5 separate regions of the Mus musculus genome follow, and all the other regions are linked to region 2. A link is a contact called in public HiChIP or PLAC-seq, capture Hi-C and promoter capture Hi-C data. All regions are on one chromosome and are shown on one strand. Each heading gives the region's core, a stretch centred on a gene start, on an enhancer-like site or on the middle of the called end of the contact. The rest is flanking DNA. Distances are from core to core; before and after follow the strand shown. Region 1 overlaps Ap1b1 (adaptor protein complex AP-1, beta 1 subunit). Region 2 holds the start of Castor1 (cytosolic arginine sensor for mTORC1 subunit 1). Region 3 holds the start of Smtn (smoothelin). Region 4 holds the start of Rasl10a (RAS-like, family 10, member A). Region 5 holds the start of Nefh (neurofilament, heavy polypeptide).

The links. Promoter capture Hi-C pulls out the DNA fragments that hold promoters and counts their contacts. HiChIP or PLAC-seq counts read pairs in DNA pulled down with a chosen protein or histone mark. Capture Hi-C pulls out chosen DNA fragments and counts their contacts.
Region 1: a promoter capture Hi-C map of liver shows a contact between it and region 2, with 2.5 times the contacts expected there. The contact joins the enhancer-like site here to the promoter of Castor1 in region 2. A contact is called at or near these places in 4 of 39 promoter capture datasets (embryonic stem cells, hippocampal neurons, liver and 1 more) and 6 of 115 datasets of contacts at active chromatin or transcription factors (T-cell acute lymphoblastic leukemia, differentiating embryonic stem cells, embryonic stem cells and 1 more).
Region 3: a promoter capture Hi-C map of adipose tissue shows a contact between it and region 2, with 2.9 times the contacts expected there. The contact joins the promoter of Smtn here to the promoter of Castor1 in region 2. A contact is called at or near these places in 1 of 484 Hi-C or Micro-C datasets (the N1E-115 cell line), 2 of 115 datasets of contacts at active chromatin or transcription factors (astrocytes and pancreatic cancer cells) and 2 of 9 other capture datasets (adipose tissue and pancreatic islet).
Region 4: an H3K4me3 HiChIP or PLAC-seq map of bone marrow-derived macrophages shows a contact between it and region 2, with 6 times the contacts expected there. The contact joins the promoter of Rasl10a here to the promoter of Castor1 in region 2. A contact is called at or near these places in 9 of 115 datasets of contacts at active chromatin or transcription factors (astrocytes, bone marrow-derived macrophages, cardiomyocytes and 3 more).
Region 5: a capture Hi-C map of embryonic stem cells shows a contact between it and region 2, with 5 times the contacts expected there. The contact joins the promoter of Nefh here to the promoter of Castor1 in region 2. A contact is called at or near these places in 2 of 484 Hi-C or Micro-C datasets (the G1E-ER4 cell line and embryonic stem cells), 5 of 115 datasets of contacts at active chromatin or transcription factors (bone marrow-derived macrophages, embryonic forebrain, embryonic stem cells and 1 more) and 1 of 9 other capture datasets (embryonic stem cells).

What each region holds. Positions count from the first base shown.
Region 1 is chr11:4,997,267-4,999,966 of GRCm38.p6, forward strand. The region is part of intron 1 of Ap1b1 (adaptor protein complex AP-1, beta 1 subunit); the gene reads left to right. Among named protein-coding and RNA genes, the nearest start is that of Ap1b1, 12 kb to the left of the region's middle. Within about 2 kb of position 1,260, at least 49 of the 459 cell types and tissues checked have an H3K27ac peak or open chromatin away from gene starts, as enhancers often do. A contact at or near this core is called in liver, where this site is marked.
Region 2 is chr11:4,216,884-4,219,583 of GRCm38.p6, forward strand. Castor1 (cytosolic arginine sensor for mTORC1 subunit 1) reads left to right here and starts at 1,342. Exons shown (of 9, transcript NM_028022.2): 1 at 1,342-1,543; 2 at 2,065-2,135. The coding sequence starts at 1,431.
Region 3 is chr11:3,537,886-3,540,585 of GRCm38.p6, forward strand. It overlaps Smtn (smoothelin), which reads right to left and starts at 1,407. Exons shown (of 20, transcript NM_001284427.1): 1 at 1,227-1,407. It overlaps Gm11946 (a long non-coding RNA gene), which reads left to right. Exons shown (of 6, transcript XR_001780145.2): 3 at 1-1,830; 4 at 2,555-2,700.
Region 4 is chr11:5,056,793-5,059,492 of GRCm38.p6, forward strand. It overlaps Rasl10a (RAS-like, family 10, member A), which reads left to right and starts at 1,336. Exons shown (of 3, transcript NM_145216.4): 1 at 1,336-1,732; 2 at 2,641-2,700. The coding sequence starts at 1,514. It also overlaps a transcript of Gas2l1 not described here.
Region 5 is chr11:4,946,752-4,949,474 of GRCm38.p6, forward strand. Nefh (neurofilament, heavy polypeptide) reads right to left here and starts at 1,313. Exons shown (of 4, transcript NM_010904.3): 1 at 307-1,313. The coding sequence starts at 1,183. It also overlaps a transcript of Ap1b1 not described here.

The sequences.
Region 1 (2,700 bases), core at 10-2,509, 780 kb after region 2:
CATTATGGATGGTAGTGAGCTATCATGTGGTTGCTGGGATTTGAACTCATGGCCTCCGCTGAGCCATCTCACCAGGAACTTTTTTTTTTTTTTTTTTTTTGGAGACAGGGTTTCTCTGTGTAGCCCTGGCTATCCTGGAACTCACTCTGTAGACCAGGCTGGTCTCAAACTCAGAAATCCACCTGCCTCTGCCTCCTGAGTTCTGGGATTAAAGGCGTGTGCCACCATGTCCGGCTGGAACTTTTTTTGTTTGTTTGTTTGTTTTTGTTTTTGTTTTTGTTTTTCGAGACAGGGTTTCTCTGTGTAGCCCTGGCTGTCCTGGAACTCACTTTGTAGACCAGGCTGGCCTCCAACTCAGAAATCCGCCTGCCTCTGCCTCCCAAGTGCTGGGATTAAAGGTGTGTGCCACCACGGCCCGGCTCCGGCTGGAACTTTTAATTAATACTTTTGTTATATAGTGTGTGGAAGTCAGGACAACTTACAGGGTTTTTTCTCTTTCTCCACCACATGGAGAAACTCAGTTCATCAGACTTGGTGGCAGGCACCTTTACCAGCTGAGCCATCCTTACCCCATGAGAACTAAATTTAAAATTCCGTGTGGGGTCTGGCCCACAATGTATGTCTGTTTGTCATACTTCTGTAAGCACTGTCTTTGTTCTGCATTTCATGCCAAGCCTGAAGAACATGGAACATTTTCTCATAGTTGCCGAGCTGACTTGAAAGAGCCTGTTTGTATGAGTCTGGAGACCACATTGTCTCAGAGAGGTAGTCTGAAGTGCTTTGTCTGCCGACGACTCGCCTTTTGGTCTTGGAGTTAGCCTTCCCTGTTTCCCTGTCCTTAAAATGGGTGTTCGTGCTCACCTGGGAGGAACCATTTCCTTTTTAAAGACTGTAGCTCCGGGGTAGTTTGCTTTGTAGGTATGACACTGGATTCAGTCACCAACACCACTAGGAACACTGAGTAAGATGAAAGGTTGTCAAATGGGGAGAAGTGCCTGGAATCTTGCTCAGCCTCACAGGCAGGGTCACAGTTAGGCAGGGGACATTGGTGTGATAAGCCAGTCTCTGTCCTTGAGACAGCTAGCTGAAAGAGCTGAGCACACTCCAGCTCTCCTGTCTTAGGTGAGGAAGAAGCAGCAACCCCACTCTAGCCTCCATTGTGTGTATTTCCGTGTGTGCTGGATGAGTGTGTAGATACAGTCACGTGTCTGTAGAGGCCAGAGGTCAACTTGGAGGTATTGTTCCTCGGGCATTAGCCATCTGGATCTTTGAGAGTTTCTCACTGGCCTGGAAATCATTAACTAGTTTAGTTTGCCTGGTCAGTAAGCTCCAGGGGTTCACCTGGTGGTCACAAGTGCAGCTCCAGCTTTCTTCCCTGAGCTCTGGAGAACTCAGGTCTTCATGATTGCTTGGCAAGCACTTTACCAGCTGGGCTTTCTTTTTGGTTAAAGAATGCCCCTTTTCATTCCCTCTCTTTCTTAGCCTTTCCCCTTTCTTTCCTTTTTCTGAGACAGGGTCTCCCTAGGGAATCCAGGCTGACCTGGAATCCATGATCCTTGTTCTTCAGCCTCCCGAGAACTAGGATTGCAGGTATGGGCCTCTGTGTCTGTTCTGACTTACTCCTGATGGCCCTTGAGATCCATCTATCCTTGTGGCAGGTTTCTGAGCAGCTGTTGTCAGGAAGGGATGGAACAGTTACAGCTCCAGCAGAGACCTTCAGGGGTCAGTGTTCCCTGCCTGTATATATCTATATCCATGCATTCAGAAGTGCTGCTGCACCTGAGTCAGACCTTAAGTTGTTCTCATCTCTGTCTGTTTTGCTGATCAGCTCCCTTGTCAACTCACCATGTGCCCTCAGTGTTCAGTGCATATACTTGCATGCCACCCTCAAAGCTTCTCAATGCAGAGATTGCATGGCCTGGAAGGAAGAAAGGCACCACTGGCCAGTGTCTGCCCTTGTGGACAATGGAGCACTTTCCTCCTCAGAGTGGTATGGTCTTCCTTCCTCCTGAAGACTTAATCACCCGAGCATGGTGGTGTATACCTGCAGTCCTGTCCACCAGCTGAGGCAAAAGAATCATGAGTTTGAGGCTAGCCTGACTTACATAATGGAGTTCTAGTTCTTAGTTACTTTTCTTTTTTCTTTCTTTTTTAAAGATCTATGTATTTATTTCATGTATGTGAGTACACTGTCACTGTCTTCACACATACCAGAAGTGAGCATCGGATCCCCATAACAGATGGTTGTGAGCCACCATGTGGTTGCTGGGAGTTGAACTCAGGACCTCTGGAAAAGCAATCAGTGCTCTTAACCACGGAGCCATCTCTCCAGCCCTTTAGTTCCTTTTCTATGCTGTGATAAAATACCGTGACCAGAAGCAGTTGGGAAGGAAAGGTTTTATTTCAGTTTACAGCTCCACACTCCAGCCCAGTGTAAAGGAAGTTAGGGCAGAAGCCGAAGCAGAAGCCACAGAGAATGCTGCTTACTGGCTTATTACTCAGCGTGCTTTCTTCTACACCCAAGACCACCACCCACACAATCATTAATAAGATGTCCTACAGACTTGTCTACAGACAATCTGGGGAAGCCATTTTCTCAAGCACACCTCTTCTTAGATTAACAAAGCATCAGGATAGCTTGTCTCAAGAATTTAGACAGGGCCTGTGAGGTGTAAAGGCCCTTGCCACCAAGCCTCATGA
Region 2 (2,700 bases), core at 92-2,591:
CGAGTGTCTGGGCCAAACAAGGGCCCTTTGGAGCATGCCCCATCCTGCCGTGAAATCAACCTGTGCTTGCTCGTTTCTGCTCAGCCTTGGGGTTTTCTTAAACCTTGATCACTGGGGTGTCTGCCAGTGCTTAGGGGCCTTCTTGGATCTGTAGCTAATTTAGATGTGTTCAGGCCAGTTGAGTTCTGCAAATGATGAGACGCTTTAAGAAAACTTCAACAGGGAGGTCTCTGGTTTGATACCCAGGGAACCTCAAATACTATGGCCTGTCCCCTCAGTGTCTGAGCCCTGGGCATTCTCACTTCAGGTACTTAGGGTTGTCCCTGGAATAAGATTCAGAATCTAGGGGTAAGGGCTGGAGAGATGGCTCAGCAGTTAAGAGCACTGACTGCTCTTCCGAAGGTCCCGAGTTCAAATCCCAGCAACCACGTGGTTCACAACCATCCGAAATGAGATCTGATACCCTCTTCTGGTGTGCCTGAAGACACAGTATACTTACATATAATAAATAAAATTTAAAAAAAGATTCAGAGTCCATAGTATGTTGCTTAGACAGGAGAGGAGGACCCTTTTTCGGTTCCTCCCCTCAGTGGGGAGCATTCTATTTCAGAAGTTGTTTGACTAAAAACTGCCACACCGGCCAGGTTTTGCTGGTCGAAACAACAACAAGATAGGGTTGCAGTACTATCAAACCAACCTTGGGCACCCCATTCTTAGGGATCTTTAGTCCTTACTGTCCTTGTCAGCTCTGCAGTCCCTGCCCCCTACCCCCGGCAATAAAAGGAAGATAGGCTCCAACTCAGCTGTTCCGCGGGTCTCCAGCCTAACCTCCCCACTCCGGAGATTTATGGACAGCTCTGGCCCCAACAGAGCTCCAGCCCGGCTTCCAGCCTTCCTACAGTCCAGACAGGGTTTTTCTGTGTAGTTCTAGCTGTCCTGGAAGTCACTCTGTAGACTAGTCTGGCCTCGAACTCACAGAGATCTGCCTGCCTCTGCCTCCCTAGTGCTGGGATTAAAGATACACACTTACCACCGCCAGGCTCTGCGTTTTAGTGGCTTTAACCATAAAGCCCACGTGCGAGCCTGGAGGATAGACAGGGAGGGGACCAGGAGCTTCCAGCACGTTCCCAAACCCAACACAGCGGGCGTCCAGCGGAAAGGGCGTGTCTGGGGCGTGTCCTTGAAGGACTCAGATGGGTGAGGGCTAGAAGAGTGGCTTTGGCAGAGTTTGAAGGCAGCCCGCAGCGCCCGGTAGGCAGGGCTCAGGAGGAGGCGTGGCCACTTCACAGTGGCTGTGGGGCGTGGCCGCCGAAGTGTGGATCCCTGGCTGGGCGGACCGGTAGCGGGCGGTGCTTCTTTAAGCCCGGCGCCACCGCATCGCCTCCTGCCTAGGTCTCGCTGGCGGCCAGGCCGGGGCTGCCGTATCTGCGATGGAACTTCACATCCTAGAGCACCGGGTGCGAGTACTGAGCATTGCCCGTCCGGGCCTCTGGCTCTACACCCACCCGCTCATCAAGCTGCTCTTCCTGCCCTGTCGCAGTCGGTGCGCACCCGGGTTCACGAGCGCAGGTCGGGCGGGTGGAGGCTCCTCTGCCCCTCTGGGCCAGGGGCGGAGGACTAGAGTCGCCGCGAAGCAGCGGGTACCGGGTGGGGACGCTAGCCACTCTGGCCATCATCCAGCCTGGGCCTTACCCTTTCTGCGACGCCGCCTATCCGGCCCGGAGGGCCCCGCTCCCAGGGCTTGTCAAGGTGCAAACTGCCTGGAGTAGGCAGTGTAGTGGGGGCATGTGTTCCTTGGCAGGCTGTAGCCCCTTTCTAGTCTCCTCACGTTAACTTTTGAGAGTTGTCCAGGGGGACCCAAAGCCTTCCACTTCTGTGGAATGGAGGGGAGATCCCAAATATGGGATCTAGACTCATTGATCCAAGGAAGAGAGTGAGGCCCGAGTGCGGGTCCGGAAGGCTCCTGGTGGGGGGTCCTTTAGTGCTGCTGGAGCAGACTTCATTTGCTGTCTCCATTCCATTCACTCTAGGCTGAAAGTCTTCCCACCCCTTCCCTCCTCCTAGGTGCAAGTTCTTCAGCCTGACTGAGACTCCGGAAGATTACACTCTCATGGTGGATGAGGAGGGCTTTAAAGGTCGGAACTGGTTCCTTGTTTGCCTCTAAGCAGTATTCTTACTAAGTTTAGGGATCCAGCTTCCCAGAGAGCTTAGACCCCAAAGGAATATAGGTCCGGGTTCAAACCTTCCATCACTCACTGAAGTACTGTGTGGGATGGAGTCGTGACCGTTTGACAAAATTTGTGAGAGTTTTATAAACGTAAAACCCACACGGAGCTGAATATGAGTCCCAGGCCAGCACAGGTGGCCATGGTGTCTCACAGTTTTAGGGGAAAATAAAGGGGTTCCTGCAGCTGTTTTACCCTGAACATTATTTCTTCTTGGACTTGTCTCCCCAGTGGAAAGCAGCCCCTCCCTTACTGGCTTGGGAAGCCTAGGCGGCTGAGAGTTAGGGAAGGAATGCAGGGGCAGGCAGCAAGCCCAGAGCAGGGTCCAGGGCCTCCTGGCTGAGTCTGAGTGAACAACAGCTACCCTGGCCCTTGTCCCTGTTCAGGACTGGGACCGGGGAAATGACTTCTGGCTTCCATGTCTGCCTGCTTGCCCCATCCTCTAAGGCCTGGAGTCTCAAGCTAGCCACCTAGA
Region 3 (2,700 bases), core at 157-2,656, 680 kb before region 2:
CGTCTGGCTGTGGGCTGAGCCCATATCCAATTCTTACTAAGACTGTCATTCCCACAGGTATGGGAGCTACCTGTGTCTGGCAGTTCTTGGAGCCAGCCTTCAGTTTTGACTCCTTTCCTCCCTGATGTCAGCAGACCTGACCTTGGGGAGCCAGGTGTCCCTCTCTCCCTGTCCATTCACACACTCAGAATTCACTCACAGTTCACTTTCCAACTGGAAGGGCCTTGGGAAGCTGACCCACCCAACCTCTGGACTTCAGGCAAACTGAGAGGATGGGAGATGGTCAAAGATTCATCACAGGGGGTCAGAAAAACTCAGACTCAAAGGGCAGAAAGAACCTAACACAAATCTTGGTGACTTCTGCCTTCTGAAGTCCCCTTCCAAGATGCTGCCCAAGACTCCAGGCTGTTTGTTTCTTGTTCAACCACTGACCGTCAAAATGGATTCCTAAATCTGGTGCCAGTCTCTAGCCCAAATCACTCCTTCCTGGAGTCCCCAGTGTCTCTGGAATTTGTGGTTCCATGGTCTAGCACACCTGGATGTTTTGCTAATGTGGTGACTGAAATGGCCTCTGGACCCCCCACCTCCATTGATTCATCCCGAAATCATCCACTCCCTCTCTACAACAGTCACTTGGTGTGAGTCACCCCATCCGGTGAATGGGTCTGGGGGAGTCCCAGTGCGCACTAGTTGGAGTTGGAAGGCACTGCTAGAGTCTTTACCTCCTAGTCTAGATACTCTGTCTGGGGTAACTACCCCTCCCCAGTGCCCAATCTTAAGTATTGTGGACATGCTATGCTTCTTCATGTTGGGTAAGGGTGTTGTTAGTTCCAAACCTAGGTGATACTCGGGACTGTCTGCTCAGAAATTCCTGCCACTGCTTGCCACCATTCTCATGGCTTCATGCTACAGAGTTTTCAGTCCTGGGGATTGTTAAGGCCCTGCGAGAGATGGGTCAGGATCTGGGAAAGATTCCTCGAGGTATCAGCTCCCTATAGATTAGTGTCTCTGGGGATCGAGAAGCCTCTTCCAAGTCCATAGAGTCTCTTCAAGACTCTTTCCCCAGGGTCTCAGAACTTCAACCATGTGTCTTTGGAGTTCTCGTGATTTGGCTAGGGTTCCCGGACCTGGGAGTTTCAGAATCCCTGTCCAGACATCCAGGTTTCACACCCCCTTCCCCGGACTCATCCGGACTCCTAGAGTAGACCCGAGATCCTCATACCCACCTCTCAGTCCGGCCCGCCGTTCCGGCGCAGTTTCGTGTTAGTTTGGTCGGGACCCGGTAGATGCAGTAGAGACCGGCAGACCGACGGGAGGAGCCGCAGCCCAGGAGCCCAGGCCGGTTCAGCAACGTACCCTGGACTCTGCTGCAGACGCCTGTCCCGCGGCGCCAGCCAGATGGCTGGCTCCGCCCTGCCAAGCTGTCCCAGCCAATTCTCTGTTGAGACACGCCCCTGCTCTGGTCCCATTGGGAAAATTCAATTTTTTAGGACCCGCCCCCAAAAGACTCCAGCCCCTCACTGTACAGGCATGTTGGGTATTGTAGTTTTGGGGACTGCTGTTGCGAGGTCCTAGACATCCTCGGGTGGGCTTCACCAGGATACAGGCTCTAAGCCAAAGTCCGGAATGTGCCACAAACCGGGCAAATAAGTATCTTGGGATCCTGTAAGCCCTGAGCGGTCCTGACAGCCCCTCCCTGCCCTCCTTTTTGTTCTTGAGACCACATCCTTTCTCCGGACTCCACCCACTAGGCGCCTTAGTACACAGACTGCCCAGTCAACTCAACGCTCAAAGGGCGCTTTCGGGACACCTGGTCTGTGCCACCTCAGGGTAAGGAGACTGGGTGACCAGCAGCATTTTGACAATTATTGAGTCGCCCAGGACATCTGAGATGGAGCAGGATCAATCATATCGTACCTTCCTTGCTCATATATGTAGCATGCTCTCCCAAATTCTTTAAAGTCTGCCTCTGAGACCCCCGAAGTTCTAAATAGGGAGTATGAACCTCGCAACTCAACAAATGGGGGAAACTGAAGATCCCAAGGAGACAATACAAAGAGTCAACCAGGAGACCCAAGAGCTCAGACCCTGGAGGGAAAGCTTCCCTGTCATCCTGGAGGCTGTGGAGCCGCCCTACTGGTCTTGCCTAAGAAAAAAGTAGGGTGGAGCCTGGGCAGATAAAGTCTGGAGTCCAGCTTGATAAATAAAAACTGTAAATCAAATAAAAACCATAAAAGCACCAACGTATTTCTTGTGTGTGTGTGTGTGTGTGTTGTGTGTTGTGTATCAGATTATAATATCCATAACAACTTAATGAGATTTGACTGTTCCCTTATACAGATGAGACAAAAGCCTATGGGTAATGGAGTCGAGGTTCATCCCACCTAGCAGGGATTCTAATCTCTGCTAACACTATAATGTGGAACTGAGGTAGGGCTGAGCTGGCTCCTGTAGTCTCTCAGAGAGCTCCAACTCAGATTTCTCCAAGACCAACCTTTACACACCCAAAGAGAGGACCTGTGTCCATTTAAAGTCTTTTTGTTTCCTCCCACAGCCCCAAGAGGTGGTCCTCTCACCTTATATATTGGAAAATAAGACCTAGAGAAGGAAGCCCCTTGCGGGGGAGGCAGAAGAAATGCGCCAAACCGACGAAGACGCCGGCTGTGGAGGTTTCCTAGTCTTCCCTACCTGAGTGGGAAG
Region 4 (2,700 bases), core at 86-2,585, 840 kb after region 2:
GTGGCTGAAAGGGGGAAGAGAGGTGGGGGTGGGGGTGGTGAAATCAGACCAGGCCCTAAGTCTACCTGGGGAAGAGGACTAGACATTAGTGTTAAGGAATACCTTCCAGCTGCTGTCACCTGTTCCCCGCGGGAGGGTGTGCCTCCTTCCCCCTTGACGGGCTAGTTTCTCCTGCCCTTCCTTCCACTTAATTCCTGGCCAGGTAGACATATTATCAATGCCTTTAGAGGCCTGGATCTAAGTATTTCTAGAGCCTTCTCTCCTAAGGGAGAGGAGACAGTTCTTTTTCCTTTTGGCTCCATTTCAGCATTCTGGCCACCTGTTAGACTTGAAGCATTCGTTGAATGAGTGAGTCTTGTTCAATGCCGGGTGCCTGCATTTCACAGTACCTGGGTGGAGGGCAGAGGCCTGGGAACTCCTCCAGTGTGTGGAGACTGGAGGGCCGGACGGAGGTTGGGCAAACCCAGACTTTCCGAACCCTCAGAGGAGCTTCCGAACTTGTCCAGGGAAGAGGGCATGGTGCACCCCTGGGACAGACTCTGGGACAGACCCGTGGATCTGTTTCTTCGCCTCCAACCTGTTGGGGCAGTGACTGGGGGCTGAGTTGCTGAGCAGACTTCTGTGCTGGGCTCAAACCCTTCTGTCTCCACTCCCCACCCCCTCTGGGCTGGTCCTTTGAAACAGTGTTCTTCTAGTCGTTTGTCCTTGTAGGTGTAATGAAAAGTGGCCCGCAGGCCCGGGACGGAGTCCCAGTGTCCTTCTCACTTTGAGATACCTCTCCAGGGTCTCAGTTCCCTCCTCCTTAAACCACGAGTACCCAGGTTGAGGCTGCGGTTCGAAGATGATGCAGGGGAGAGCCCAGAAAAGGAGTTGGTGCCCAGGGTCTCACAAAACAGGAGGAAGCTTTGAAGCCATCGGCCTTTGGTGGACAACCGGGATGCAGACAAAAAGTCCAATGCGACGATTGGCCCAAGGTCATTCAACCAGGACTGGGTCTGACCCCAAGTGGCCTGATTCTAAGAGCCTGGGCTTGGTCAACAGCCAGGTTGCAGCCAGCGGTGTTGGAGGAACAGGGAGGTGGCGCCCAGCGGCTTCGGTTTTGAAACGGTTGAGGGAAGCTGACTGCCACCTGGGGAACCAGGCTTTAACAAGGCGACCCGCCTGGCAGTCACTGGGCCGCGACCCTCCCCGGGAGGGGCGGGGCGGACAGTTACCTCATCGCCGCCTCCGGGAGGCCCCGCTCGCTTGCTCGCCCGCGCGGCCGACTGGGGCGGCGGCTCCCGGCGCCGGAGCGAGAAGGGGACGGAGCTGAAGGTGGGGGCGGGTCTGCACCGCACCGGGTGCACTCTTCCTGCGGAGCTGCGGGTGCGTCCGCCCGCTCGATCCTCAGGCCTGGCCTCTTGTGGCTGAGGTGCTGTAGGCGACGCGATGCGGGTATCCCGGGCCGGGCAAGCAAGGCGCAGAACGGGCTCATGAAGCTCCCCGGTGCCAGGCGCGGGAGCGCGGGCCAGCCATGGGCGGCAGCCTGCGGGTGGCTGTTCTGGGTGCTCCGGGAGTGGGTAAGACCGCCATCATCCGCCAATTCTTGTTTGGTGACTATCCTGAGCGCCACCGACCCACGGACAGTCCCTGCCTCTACCGACCCGCGGTGCTGCTCGACGGCGCGGTCTACGACCTGAGTATCCGCGATGGTGACGTCGCTGGACCCGGCTCAAGCCCCAGAAGTCTTGAGGTAGCGGTTCGAGGGGGCCAGGGGTGTGTGTACACTTGGTGCCCATGTGTACTGATCCAGGGCGCCCGAGCCCGTTCTGGGATTGAAGTGTGTGTGTCTAGGTAGTTTGCATACGAGCTTCCTGCGCTAACCTGTAGGTGCCCTGTGGCTGTTTCCTCTCTCTCTCTCTCTCTCTCTCTCTCTCTCTCTCTCTCTCTCTCTCTCTCTCTCTCTCTCTCTTTTGTTTTTGTTTTTGTTTTTTTCGAGACAGGGTTTCTCTGTGCAGTGCTGGCTGTCCTGGAATTCTCTCTGTAGACCAGGCTGGCCTTGAACTCAGAAATCCACCTGCCTCTGCCTCTCAAGTGCTGGGATTAAAGGCGTGCGCCACCACGCCCGGCTCTGTGGCTGTTTCTTGTCTTCTTTGCCTGCCTAGGCTGGTGTCTGGGTCAGTGTGTGGCACAGCTTGAGCTGAGCCGCGCCGCTGTGACAGACTGGACCAGACACAGGAGTACCCTTTCTAGAGGGGGCCACCGCACCCTCAGACTCCCAGTCTTTGGCGCTGCATTCATTTCAAAGCTGGCATTTGAGCAGCACCTGGGAGGCTAAATGAAGTTTTGGTGAAAGAAGCTGTAAGAATATTGCAAGGGGGAAAGAGCAGCAAGAGACAAGCCAGAGGCTTCACCTGTACAGCTGCACCAGGACAGTCAGTTACCATCTGTCAGCCGGTGGACGGCAGATCCCAGGCTCTGAGGCAGTAGGAGCATAGTAGGTTGACGGGTGGCCCAGGAAGTAGGAGGGCTAAGGACTGACAAGATCCAAGCACGGCTGGGAAGTCTGGCCTGTGGGAGGGCGCGTCCCATCCGGAGTATTGCTGGGAGGTGACGGGGAGTGAGGTTGAATTGGAGTAAACCCCAGCCTCTACCCTCTAGGAGTGGCCGGACCCTAAAGACTGGAGCTTGCAGGACACAGACGCCTTTGTGCTGGTCTAC
Region 5 (2,723 bases), core at 63-2,562, 730 kb after region 2:
TCCAGACGGGGCTTGCTCCATTTCAGATGGGAGATCAGTCTGAATCTGGGGTCTAACAGTGTGTGGGGCACAGGGGTTGGCCCCGGTGTTTAATTACAGACATAAAAAATGTGGAGGGTGGTTTCCTTTTTCTAAAGGAAAATCCAGAGTTGGGGCGCCCCAAGGGAGGGTCTGGGTAAAACCGCTACTTTGTCAGGTGGCATGCACCTCGCAGCGGGTCTAGCTACTTCTGAGAGGAGTCCTCTCGGGCTGCTCACTGCTCCGCCAGGAGGGGGCGACCCCTTCCCACCCCGCGCTCCCGCGCACCTCGGAACCACTCCTCGGACTGCAGCGTGCTCTGCACCGCGTGGCCTTCGAGCTGCGCGCGGATCTCCCGCAGCGCCGACGTCACGTCGCACTTGAGGGCGTCGCGAGCCTCGGCCTGAGCCTGCGCCTGCGCGGCCCCGCAGCCCTGGATCTGACCGAGCAGCTCGCCCACCTCCTCCTGGTGGTGGCGCCGCAGGTAGCCGCACTCCTCCTGCAGCGCCTGCGCCTTCTTCTGCAGCTCCACGCGCGCCGCTTCCGCCTCCTGCGCGAAGCGCGCCAGGGCGCGCGCCGCCGCCTCCGCCTCCTCACGCTGCCGGGCCTCCTCGTCCAGCCGCTGGCGGACGTGAGCGATGTCCTCCAGCAGGTGCTCCTGCTCCAGGCGCAGCTGCCCGCGCGCCGCCCCGAGGCGCAGCACGGCGCCGCGCATCTCGCGCACCTCGCGCTCGTACAGCTCGCCCATGGCGGCGCGGCCGGCTTGCTGCTGCCGCAGCGCCGCCGCCTCGCCCTCCAGGCTGCGGTTGTGCGCCTCGAGCTGCCTCACCTTGTCGATGTAGCCCGCGAAGCGGTCGTTCAGAGCCTGCAGCTGCTCCTTCTCGCTGCGCGCCGCCACCGCCGCCACCACGCAGCCCTCTGGGCCGTTGCTTAGGGTGTCTAGCGAGTCGGTGCTCGAGGCGGCGCCGCGGAAGCGGCTGGGTGAGGCGGACACGGAGCTCACGGACGTCCGCGCCCACGAGTGGAAGCCGCTGGAGGAGCCGGCCGCGGAGCGCGTGCCGCCCGGGCCTGCCTTGCGGCTCAGCGAGTAGTGCAGGCTGCCGCCTCCGTGCAGCGGCGCGAACGGGGCGCCCAGCAGCGCATCGGCGCTGCCGAAGCTCATCATGGCCGGAGCAGGTGCGGCCGCCAGCGGAGCGGGAGTGCGGGGCTGGGACGGGGCAGGCAGCACTGCGGCAGCTCTGGGACTCCGGCTCTTTTATATCCGCGGTGGCCCGGTCCGGCCCCTCGGCAGTGGGGGGCTGGGGAGGAGGGCCCCACCCTCTCCACCTCCTCCCCCGCGGCCCCGGGCCGACCGGCTTCTCCGCAGTGAGAGGGGCGGGGCTGGGGGGGACGACCCAGGAGTGAAGGGGAATCGACGCATCGTCAGTAGAGCCTCCCGAGGTCAGACCAAGGAGTAAAGGACTTCCGGAGCGGACAAGTGCAGACCTCCAGGTGCATGTCGGAAGACCCTATTAGTCAGAATAAGACCCTCAGAATAAGAGAGGGCACTGGAAATAGGGAGAGGATTGCAGAACTGATGGGTCAGGGCGCCTTCGGGTTGAAGCAGTGGGAGACTGCAGTGATTACTATGAGAGGACACCCCCACTTGAGAAGCAGCACAGGGTTGGTTCCCTGATAGTTAGAGAGGACCTTGAGATGAGGAGTGCAGACTGCAGTCACCCACGAAGGGATTCTGTATGGGGTTGCATGATGGATGCTACTGATGATAAATGGGGACCTTCTAGCTGGCGGTGCAGTGTTCCCCAGATACTACAGCGGCCCTGGGCCACCCAAAGGGGCTTAAGGAACTGTACAGCTGGCTTCGGGGTTGGGGTTGGGGTGGGCGTGGAGTTTGAAAGGACCGCAAAGCTACCCTGAGAAGGAGAACACTGCAGACGGAGAAAGGGAGCGCTGGGTGAGAGGAACGTGGTGCTCTCTAAAAATTCCAGTGGCCACGACTGGAAAGTGGAGTCTCCTCTTGCCCGGAAAGGAAAACTGCCTACGAAGAACAGGGGGTCCCTCAGTAGGCAGCAAGAGCCTCAACACCGAAGCCAAGTTCTGCCACAGGGTGGGGTTAGCTTCTGTGCTTCGCTAGCTGAATGACCTTGTACAAATTGTGTTCTCCTATGTTTGGTTTTCCCTTGTGTGCAAGAGACAAGATGCAGCTCCAAGCTCCCATGTGCCCCTAGGAGGTTCGAACTTGGGAAATGTCTGGCTGATTTTGGGGAGGAGAACCCACATATTGCCAGTCGGAATAGTAACCAGTTCCTCTCACCTGAGAACTTTGTCTTTCTCCCTTCCTTGCCCGATTTTTCTGCTTTATCTTGGCATCTCATTCCTTTTCCAGAATAGATGAACCAGTACTGCCGTAAGCATCCCCTTTCATGCTCCGAGGAAGTGGTGGAGTGGTTTTTCAGTACCAAAGTCCACCGACCTCCATCATGAGCCCTACTGAGGCTTCAGGTGAAAGGGCGGGGACGGCGGAGGGGCTTAGACTTGGAGCTCTTGCTTTATTATACGGCTCGTTCTTGGTTTGGTTTTCCGGTCAAAAGCGGTGTTAGTGGACGGAGCCGCCCGTGCCGCTATCGCTTCAGCACCACGGACAGCAGCCGCTCCTCGGATGGGAAGGGTTAAATCTATGCCTAACGGAGTAGGGAGGTTCCATA